2 separate regions of the Oryctolagus cuniculus genome follow, and region 2 is linked to region 1. A link is a contact called in public Hi-C data. All regions are on one chromosome and are shown on one strand. Each heading gives the region's core, a stretch centred on a gene start, on an enhancer-like site or on the middle of the called end of the contact. The rest is flanking DNA. Distances are from core to core; before and after follow the strand shown. Region 1 overlaps CCNY (cyclin Y). Region 2 holds the start of CCNY (cyclin Y).

Region 1 (5,093 bases), core at 1,611-4,110:
ACTGAGCCTCCCTTCCCGGCAGGAAGCTCCAGCCCAGGCAAGGCCACGCCGCAGCACGGGGGTAGGGTGACACTTCGTCTCCACCCAGACAGGGGACAGCAGGGAGCTGGAGCCCAGCAGGCGGGAGGGAGGCACGCCGTCCTCACGGCAACCTGACGGGCGCTGGTCACGTGGGCTCACACGCCGAGCGGGCTACAGAAGGCTTCTGAGGTAGAAATCTGAACGCTCGCTTCGCAGGATGGCTGCAGGGTGGCTCAGGAGGGGGACCGTCTTCCAAGGCACAGACGTGAACCGTCGGGCGTTCCACTGGAGAGCTCCGGGCCAGACCCCAGCACCCCAGGGTCTCCATGATGGCTGGCAAAGGCGGCAGGGAAACGCGGCCCCCTGCTTGCTCCGGCCCAGCCCCGCACAACCTCCCCAGTGAGAGAGCGCCCAGCTCCAGGCACACACACCGGGGCCCGGGCGCAGCCTCCAGTGTCTGGAAGGGCAAACGCCGGTGGGGCTGTGCCAGGTCGGCTTCAGTGTGCAGTGGGAGGGGGAGAGCATGCGCAGAACCAACAAGCCTCACAGAACCTGCGTTTAAACCTGACTTACGACTCGGGCCTTCTATGCACACAGCATTATGTAAGCATGTTTCGAGCTCCCTGCAATCTAACCACCAAAACCCCTCGCTAAGCAGAAGTCCTGGACTGTTCCCGCTGCCCCTCCCCACCCACCCCTACCCCCCAACCCCACCCCGGCTCGGCTGTTCCCGCTGCCCCTCCCCACCCACCCTCACCCCCACCCACCCTCACCCCCACCCCGGCTCGGCTGTTCCCGCTGTCCCCCCCCCACTCGGCTGTTCCCGTTGCCCCTCCCCACCCCCCGCTCAGCTGTTCCCGCTGCCCCTCCCCCCGCTCCGCTGTTCCCACTGCCCCTCCCCACCCACCCCCACCCCGGCTCGGCTGTTCCCGCTGCCCCTCCCCACCCACCCCCACCCCCACCCCCGCTGCCCCTCCCCACCCCCGGCTCGGCTGTCCGTCAGGTGAAGGGGCAGCAAAGGCGTCCGCATACCCACCATTTAATTGTATACTTGAGGTTCGGTTGACTGACTGTGCTATCGTCTAGGAAAATAGTGGAGCAGGAGCTGTACTTCCTTGCTATTTGTCCTGGAGGGTGCTGGAAGACAGGGGAACAAGACAAGCACAGTCACACAGGGCCCCACGTCCCGTCACCCCCTCTGCTGGGCACCGACCGCAGGCCCCCGCCGACAGGGAACATTCCACTCACAAGAGGGACCCCCGCACATTCGCGTGGCACCGCCCAGCCCCGAGTCTCCTACACCTGGGGGACCCTGCGACACACAGGGCGCACCGTGCACCCCAGGAGGGAGGCCCACGGCTGGCTGGCATCCTGCTCCTGTGCCCTGGGGTCAATCCAGGGGTCTGCCGTGCGCGTGGGCCCCTGGGCTACGGCTCGCCGGGGCCCGGAAAGTGCAGGCGACGCTAAGTTAGACTCTCCGGACGCTCTGGGTTTCAGCAGCTGAAGTCATAGAGAAGGAGAAGAATCTTTGCTTTGTTAGGGACAAAGCAGGTTTGAGAGGAAAACTACCTGACACTTCAGAAACTACGAGCGCTGGGTGACACTAGGTGGTGGGACTGTGCAGGCTGTTGTTTTTAAAGATTTGGTCGTTTATTTGAAAAGCGCACAGAGCGAGACAGAAATAGAGAGAGAGCTATCTGTGGTTCACTCCCCAAATGGCCACAACGGCCAAGTTTGGGCCAGGCTGAACCAGGAGCCTGTAGCTTCGTCCAGGGGGCAGGGCCCCAGGCTGCCTCCCGAGTGGATTAGCAGGGCGCTGACGGGAAGCGGAGCCCATCTGGGGTGCTGGCATCCCAAACAGCGGCTCCACCTGCTGTGTCTGTCAGGAGCCCGCCCCAAGGGCCCAGCCCCGCCTGTTCTCCACGGCCGAGTTTTGTGCTCCTGGAGAACGTTAGCACGGAGCACTCCTCCCGGAAGGGCCAGGAAGGGAGGTGGTGCTGAATTTACACGCCGAGGCCTAGCTGAGCACTAAGCAAAGGTGTGGACGCTGTCACTCACTTCCCACGCGGTGAGCGTTCCGTACCTAAACAATCAGAGGGACACACTGGGGGATCCTGGTTCCCGTTCGGGCATCCGGTTCCTGACAGCGCAGCTAGAGGGCGCTGCACCCCGCAGCCCCCGGCCCGCCTCCCTCCCCAGGCGTGGGTGGGAAGGAACCAGCCAGAGGGAGGAAACGCACACTCCCTTCCCCCTGACGCCGCCTTGTGCTGGGGGCAGGGGCGGGGGGGCAGGGGTTACACCTCGTGGGTTGTAACGTGGCAGGCCGCAGCACTCTCAGGACGCCACTCCAAGACCATCCCTGTCGGTTCTCGGCAGCTCTTATGGCAATCGCATTGCGATCAGGCAGGGCACACTGAAACGCAGAATCTAACAGCCACCAACACGGCGGCAAGCGTTTAGAAGAGCCTCAAATCCTCTCCCCACAGGCGCCCACCTCTCAGCACACGCCATCAACCCGACACCCAGACTGAGAGAGCCTTCCGAGGGTCGGAGACGCCACCTGTGCTTCCCGGGCGGTTTCCACTCTCCCTCTGACCCGGACCTCAACTGCGAAGGGAACTGCCGGGAACAAAGCTTCCTGGGCCGGGAAGCGAGGCGCGGCAGAGCAGGCGTGCACTTGCCCCCTTGTCCTCTAAGAGGTCACCCCCGGAGCTCACGGACGGCAGGGGGCGCCGTGCTGCATGCCCAGCCCCAGGAGTCAGGATTAACACAAACCAGCCACACCGAGGGGCCTGGCCCGGGGCGCGGCCCAGAACCAAGGGCTGATCTGCCAAGTTCTCAAGGCGAGGCCTCGTCAGCCTCCCGGGCCCACAGGTGTTAAGCTACGGGGATTCTTGGCTGCAGGGATCCGACACCCTGATCACCACCTGGGCGTGAAGCCATCGGGTGGACGTCAGGCCGACCGCGACGGCCGAGCGTCATTCTCTAGATCTAAACCCCAGATCTCCAAGAAGCTCAAGCGACCAGAGAAGCTCCTGGCCTGAGGCTGCTCCCCGTTCTGGGTGTGCGGAGGGAGGGAGGACCACGGTGTACCCAGCAGCCGGGCGCACCTGTGCCGCTGACAGCACAGAGAGCAGTCTGGCTCCTTGATGGCCAGAAGGGGAAGGGAGCCAGCGCCCCTCGGTGATGAGCGCAGGAGTAGGGTGAGGCGCGACCTAAGGAAGGAGGTCTGGCTCGTGCTGCTACTTGGCGAACTACAAGGAGGACGTCACTCACGAAGACCACCTGCCGGTGAGCGCCCTCCTAACAGACAAATGCACGGAGACAGAGTGGCGCAGGACGGGTAGAGAACAGGAGGCGACAGCTCCTGGGCCTGGGCTTCTTCCTGGGGAGACGAGTGTGCTAGCACAGACCCTGGGAGACGAGTGTGTGAGCACAGACCCTGGGAGATGAGTGTGTGCTCACAGACCCTGGGAGACCAGTGTGTGCTCACACAGACCCTGAGAGATGAGTGTGTGCTCACAGACCCTGGGAGACCAGTGTGTGCTCACAGACCCCGGGAGACGAGTGTGTGCTCACAGACCCCGGGAGACGAGTGTGTGCTCACACAGACCCTGGGAGACGAGTGTGTGCTCACACAGACCCTGGGAGACCAGTGTGTGCTCACACAGACCCTGGGAGACCAGTGTGTGCTCACAGACCCTGTGAGACCAGTGTGTGCTCACACAGACCCTGGGAGACCAGTGTGTGCTCACACAGACCCTGGGAGACCAGTGTGTGCTCACAGACCCTGGGAGACCAGTGTGTGCTCATGCAGACCCTGGTGAGGGGCACAGCACTCTGGGAGTGCACCAAACCCACAAAATTTTATGGCATGTAAATTAGATATCAATAAAGTTGTCTTTTAAAAAATATATATGGCAAAAGCCAAAGACCAAAGTCCAGAAACCAAAACCTCACGGGAGACTGGAAGGGGAACCAAGGGTGTCAGGGTTCTGAGTTCTGCAACGTGGTCCCAGCCACCCTGCGGACGGCCTGGATGCAGGGCCACCCCCGTGGCGACTGACCTCAGCCCCCGGGCTGTCTGCTCTAGAAGGAAGCAGGGCTCCTGGAGGAATGGCTGATGCCAAAAAGCGAAGGAGTCCCCAAAACAAACAGAATGAGGGCGTGTCACAGGGCACGGGGCCCCCGAAGTGTGTGACTGGCCAAATCCAGGACAAGGCAAGCATTCAAATGATGGAGAATGGGGGTGAGCTGTGTCTCCCCAAAACAACGGAAGCCGCAGGTGTACACGGAAGATGGATGGACGGACGAAGGCAGCCCTACCCCGCAGGAGAACGGCAACCTACAAGTGTGGGGGAGTGGGGGGCCGAGGGATGGCGACACAGATGGGCTGTGAGGAGCGTGGACAGCACACACTAACTCGGGCTGGGGAGCAGAGCAGCGCATCCACGTGGTCAGACAGCGTCTGCGGCAAAGGACCAGAGGATGGGAGTGCCCGTGCCTGCGTGTGCTTCCCCTCTCTCCCTGTAAACCTCTCACATACATAACCAAGTCAGCAGGAAAGTGTCTGCCCACTCGGTGCTCGCACGGGGGGGAATCCAGACAGCCGCTTCCTGACCATCAGAGTCAACTCCAGCGACCCAGGGCCTCGCCTGCAGGCCCTGGAAGGGCAGGAGCAGGCCCCAGCTGGTTCTGTGGCGAGCGCTCCCTGAGTCCCGTGGGTGAGCCGGGGTGGGGGTGGGGGGTCCTGTTGCAGACACAAATGGCCCCGAGTTCTGCACCAGTGTCTGTGACACGGAAGACAGAGGAAGGCGGGGACCTGCTCCAGACGGCAGGATGCCACGGCGCCCCTAGAGAATGCCAGGGCGGCCCTGGCCTGCAGCCGTGGCAGAGGGCAGGGCCCACGGAGGCCTGTGTCTGGGGTCCCATCACACCGTGAAGGCAGGCCAGCTAGCCAAAAAGAACTCTAACCAATGGAGAATCCCAATTCTGACGACACTGCTGTGGTGACAGAGAACAGCCGTGGCCTCCGGAAATACACAAGGACATGGCGGAGCCACCACCTCCCA
Region 2 (5,093 bases), core at 1,051-3,550, 120 kb after region 1:
CAACAACAGCGCCACCACCTGTCTGTCGTCGGTGTTGCCAGTGGGGATTTTTATTAGCGACATAGTTTTGTTTGCGTTTCACTTGTACATCTTGTTTTGTATTCAGATATCAGTAAGATTTATCTGCAGGCCGGCACCGCGGCTCACTAGGCTAATCCTCCGCCTGCGGCGCCGGCACACCGGGTTCTAGTCCCGGTCGGGGCGCCGGATTCTGTCCCGGTTGCCCCTCTTCCAGGCCAGCTCTCTGCTGTGGCCCAGGAGTGCAGTGGAGGATGGCCCAAGTGCTTGGGCCCTGCACCCCATGGGAGACCAGGAGAAGTACCTGGCTCCTGCCTTCGGATCAGCGCGGTGCGCTGGCCGCGGCGGCCATTGGAGGGTGAACCAACGGCAAAGAAAGACCTTTCTCTCTGTCTCTTTCTCTCTCACTGTCCACTCCTGTGGGGGAAAAAAAAATTTGTCTGCACAGAAGTTGGGTATTCTATTTGCTTGGGTATTTGTAGCATTATGAAAATAGTCTTAAGTTACAATGCTGAGGCCATGTTGTTTTCTATCCAAGGTCCCAGTATTGGAGCAGCTGGGACTGGGCAGAGAGCCCACCCCTCCCAGATCTATCTTCATTTCCTGACGTAGATCTGTCACTTCAAGATGTGTCAGGACATCCACTGTGGGGCTGCCGTCTGCCGTCTGCTACGTCAGGTGGCATAGCAGAGTGCCTGGGCTTGAGTCCCAGTTCTGCTTCCAATCCGTCTCCCTGCGATGGGCAACCTGCAGGCACTGGGTGGCAGCATTAAGTACTTGGGTCCCTGTCACCCACATGGAGACCTGGATTGAGTTCCGGTCTCCTGGCGCAACCCTGGCCGTTGAAGGCATTTCACAGGGTGAACCAGTGGATGGAAAAGCTCTCTCCATCTTTCTCTCTTTCTTTCAAATAAATAAGTCATTTTTTAAAAGCAGTTCTTGGAAACCCTTCTCATCCCGTGGCCATGGGCGTGATGGAGGGACGGGAGGAGGCTCTGCCCAGCAGACTGGGGGCAGGGGGTGGCGGACACCTCAGCCCTCTGGCGCAGGGACAGCGTGGCCTGGAGACGTGTTCAGCTGTGGTCCCCACACTTCCTTCTCCAAGCCCGTCCCTGGCGGTTCTAGGCGAGGCTCAGGAACGGCCCCTTCTGGCACACGTGCACCTGTGTGTCGTGGGAGACGCGGATGCCGTCCCCGTCCTTCACTTCAGAACACAGTGGGACTTTCTTAGAGCTCCAAGGTCACCTCCCAAGTGCTGGAGGTGAATGGCAGGCGGGAGCCAGCCCCTCCCACTTGGATACCCTCCTAATCCTTGTTAAACGTCCTAAACACACGTGCAGAGCATTTCAGAACACAGAAGTGCACTGAACTGTTTTGTTTCTAAGTAACTAGAAGTGGCTTTTTTTGGCCGGCGCCGTGGCTCACTAGGCTAATCCTCCACCTGCGGTGCCGGCACCCCGGGTTCTACTCCCGGCTGGGGCACCAGATTCTGTCCCGGTCACTCCTCTTCCAGGCCAGCTCTCTGCTGTGACTCAGGAGTGCAGTGGAGGATGGCCCAGGTGCTTGGGCCCTGCACCCGCATGGGAGACCAGGAGAAGCACCTGGCTCCTGGCTTCAGAGCAGCACAGCACCAGCCGTAGTGGCCATTTGGGGGGTGAACCAATGGAAGGAAGACCTTTCTCTCTGTCTCTCTCTTTCACTGTCTAACTCTGCCTGTCCAAAAAAAAAAAAAAAAAAGAAGAAGCAGCAAAATCTTTTCCTTGGAAGAAAAATGAGCTGTAGCTTTGGAAAACTGCAGATCGAGGCTCCCTCGGCAGCAGTGGGGCCTGGTGCCAGGTGTGGTCCTGATGTCGCTATGACCAGACGAGACTGGGGCTCACTGACACAGGAGCCACCTGACTTACAAAGGCAGGGTGGGCGTGGCAGCACTGGACGTGAAGCGATACCTCCCCTCTGCTGAGGTCCCCACCCCCACCAGTGGCTCTGCCGTTTTTGATTTATCCCTGGCTTACCCTCAAGTCCAATACCAGAGCCTTCCATGCCCCCTCGGCTCCAGTCTGCTGCCGAACCCCCAGGGAAGTGACTCCTACTTCCTGCAGCGCCCTCGGCCCCTCCCTCCAGAGCTCACCTCCATGTCTCTGCCCACGCTCTCCCTGGACGAGTCCGCCAGCCAGCCGGGGACCAGTGTGGTGTTCACAGGGGCTCTGGCCCAGGACAGGGCACACGTCTCTCCCTGCCTCCCATCCCTCCCAGCCAGAGCCCTCGACACTGTCACAATGCCCCTTGTGTGTCATCGCCCTGTCATGACCCTCCTCGGGCCTGTGTCACCTCTAACTGCTCTCAGATTCCCAGAACTCTGTATGTAATGCAGTGGCCCCAAAAGGTAGCCAGTCATCAGACTTGTCACTTCCATAGACCACAGGGACAGCCCAGCACTCCCAAATCCTGGCTCCCAGCCTCTCCCCCAAATGTCCTACTTCATAGGTGCCTAACTGCCAACTCCACAGGGCTCTTCCTAGGTAATTCGTTTCCCTATTTTCTTTTCTTTTTAAAAAAGACTTATTTTGGCCAGGGCCACAGCTCACTAGGCTAATCCTCCGCCTGCAGCGCCGGCACCACGGGTTCTAGTCCCGGTTGGGGTGCCAAATTCTGTCCCTGTTGCTCCTCTTCCAGTCCAGCTCTCTGCTGTGGCCCGGGAGTGCAGTAGAGGATGGCCCAAATGCTTGGGCCCTGCACCCCATGGGAGACCAGGAGAAGTACCTGGCTCCTGCCTTCGGATCAGTGCGGATCTGCCACAGCACGCTGGCTGCAGCGGCCACTGGGGGATGAACCAATGGAAAAGGAAGACCTTTCTGTCTCTCTCTCACTGTCCACTCTGCTTGTCAAAAAAAAAAAAAAAAAAAAAACTTATTTTATTTGAAAGGAAAAGGCACAGAGAGAGGGAGAGACAGAGCTACAGGGAGATCTTCCATCTGCTGGTTCACGCCCAAAATGGCTGCAACAGCCACGGCTGGGCCAGGCAGGAGCTGTGGTCTTCATCCGGGTCTCCCACGTGAGCAGCAGGGGCCCAAGCACTTGGCCATCTTCTGCTGCTTTCTCAGGCCATCAGCAGGGAGCTGTGTCAGAGTAGAGCAGCCTGGACACCATTTGGTGCCCAGGTGGTACCTTACACCACAATGCAAACCCCCTCTTTTCTTTTTAAAACCATTTTTTTCTATTAATTTTTGGACTTAAGAGAAAAAGTGAGGCAGACAAGGATCACCCATTCACTGGTCCACTGCCTTCTGCCCACGATGTCTGGGCTAGACTGGGGTGCAAGTCGGGAGCAGGGAGCACCCTCCAGGTCTCCCACGTGAGTGGACCCCCCCCACTGCTGCCCCCGGGGTCTCTGCATCGGCGGGAAGCCGGGGTCAGGAGCCAGAGCCGGCGTCAGACCCAGGTTCTCGGACATGGGTGGGTGCCTGGCCTCGTGGTTCAGCCCCAGCTAGGATGCCCTCTCTCTTGCTAAACACCATTCTGTAAACATACAGTTTTCAGTTCAGTGTCTGTCCCTGCAACATCACTCCCTAGGAAGACGTTCATGTTCTCTATGATATACGGAAACGCATCCTAAGGTGGCATTGACAGGGAAGGGAGCCCCCCACAGACTTCTGGGTAACAAAAATAACCTACTGAAAGACCAGTCCTGAGAAAAATCTCACCACGTCTGATGGAACTCCTTAAGTTTTTGAAACGATAGAGCTCAGCACGGCCACGCTGATGTAACAGAGTGGATGGCCAGCCTCCTGGCACGGGCATGGGTGCCGGTTTCTCTACACAGAAAGGAACCAATGGGAGTCCACAGCATCACGGATTGTTGGATGTTGCGATGACCCAGGGCGGACTTTTCGCTCTCAGAGTTCTTGTCCCCAGGGTTAGGTTGCCAGATGACACTTGGTGCTATTATTTTACCTACGGACCGCTTCCAGTCCACACAAGGCCACGAGACCAGGACACTCGAGAGTTAGAAACATGCATTGTTAGTGGGAGTGTAAAAGGCTGCAGCCTCGATGGAAACCACTATGGTGCCTCCTCAGAGAGTTACAGTGGGCCAGAGCTGTGGCACAGCAGGTGAGCAGCCCGCAACACGGCATCCCATCTGGGTGCCAGCTGGAGTCCTGGCTGCCCCACCTCTGATCCAGTTCCCTGTGTTAATGCACTCGGGAAAGCAGCGCAAGGTGGCCCAAGTGCTTGGGCCCCTGCACCCACGTGGGAGGCCTGGACGGAATTCCAGGCTCGTGGCTTTGGGGTGGCCAGCCCTGTTGCGGTCATCTAGGGAGTGAACCCGTGGATGGAAGGTCTCTCTCTCTCTCTCTCTCTCTCTCTCTCTCTCTCTCTCTCTCTCTCCCTCGCTGTAATTCTGTCTTTCAAATAAATAAATACTTTTTTTAAAGAACCTATTTTGAAAAGAGAAACTTGCGTTGATTCTTTCAAAAGCTGTTTTTGTGCTCATTATTCATCAGATCCTGTCTGGCGTCAGGGAGAGGATGCTGGCCAAACAGTAAAGTTCTGGCCTTCATAAACAAAACGCTCACGGGAAATGTGGGTCCATGTCTCACAGACTTCCTGGAGCCCCTCCACTCTGCTGTGTAGTACATAAGTAGCCCGCATGCCTTTGCAGTCCACCCTATAAAGTGTCTCATTGTGGGACGCCGCTTTCCAGAAGATAAGTGTCTCAGCCAGGGTATCTGCAACCCGGCTGTGTGAGTTGTTTTGCATTGCTGTAAGAACACGGAGGCATGGTGATTTATACACGAGGAGGCTCCCGCAGCTCACAGAGCGTGGCCCCGGCGTTTGCTCGGCTCCGGCGACAGCCTCGTGGCTGATGGCATCAGTAACAGGTGTGTGCCACTCTCTGCTCTCGGATGTTGGCACAGAGAGGTCAGGGATATTTCTGTTTGCTTGGATCCGAGCAGCTACTGTCTAAACATCAGGCATAAGTACTTGATAAGGCTGGGCAGATGACGTTGTTCAAGAATCATAAATATTAGTTAAAACTGTCAAAAAAAAACTTTTTAAATTTTATTTATTTGGAA

Evidence for each region. Hi-C and Micro-C count contacts between places; a contact is called where the count stands out from the background.
Region 2: a contact with region 1 is called in a Hi-C map of an unstated tissue, with 6 times the contacts expected there. The contact joins the promoter of CCNY here to the enhancer-like site in region 1. A contact is called at or near these places in 2 of 6 Hi-C or Micro-C datasets (skin fibroblasts and an unstated tissue).

Annotation. Positions count from the first base shown.
Region 1 is chr13:107,191,426-107,196,518 of mOryCun1.1, forward strand. It overlaps CCNY (cyclin Y), which reads right to left. Exons shown (of 11, transcript XM_008274717.4): 5 at 1,058-1,158. LOC108178936 (a long non-coding RNA gene) reads left to right here. Exons shown (of 2, transcript XR_007914475.2): 1 at 1-210; 2 at 2,508-5,093. Among named protein-coding and RNA genes, the nearest start is that of GJD4, 27 kb to the left of the region's middle. Within about 2 kb of position 2,861, at least 1 of the 8 cell types and tissues checked has an H3K27ac peak or open chromatin away from gene starts, as enhancers often do.
Region 2 is chr13:107,312,973-107,318,065 of mOryCun1.1, forward strand. It overlaps CCNY (cyclin Y), which reads right to left and starts at 2,301. Exons shown (of 11, transcript XM_008274717.4): 1 at 2,147-2,301.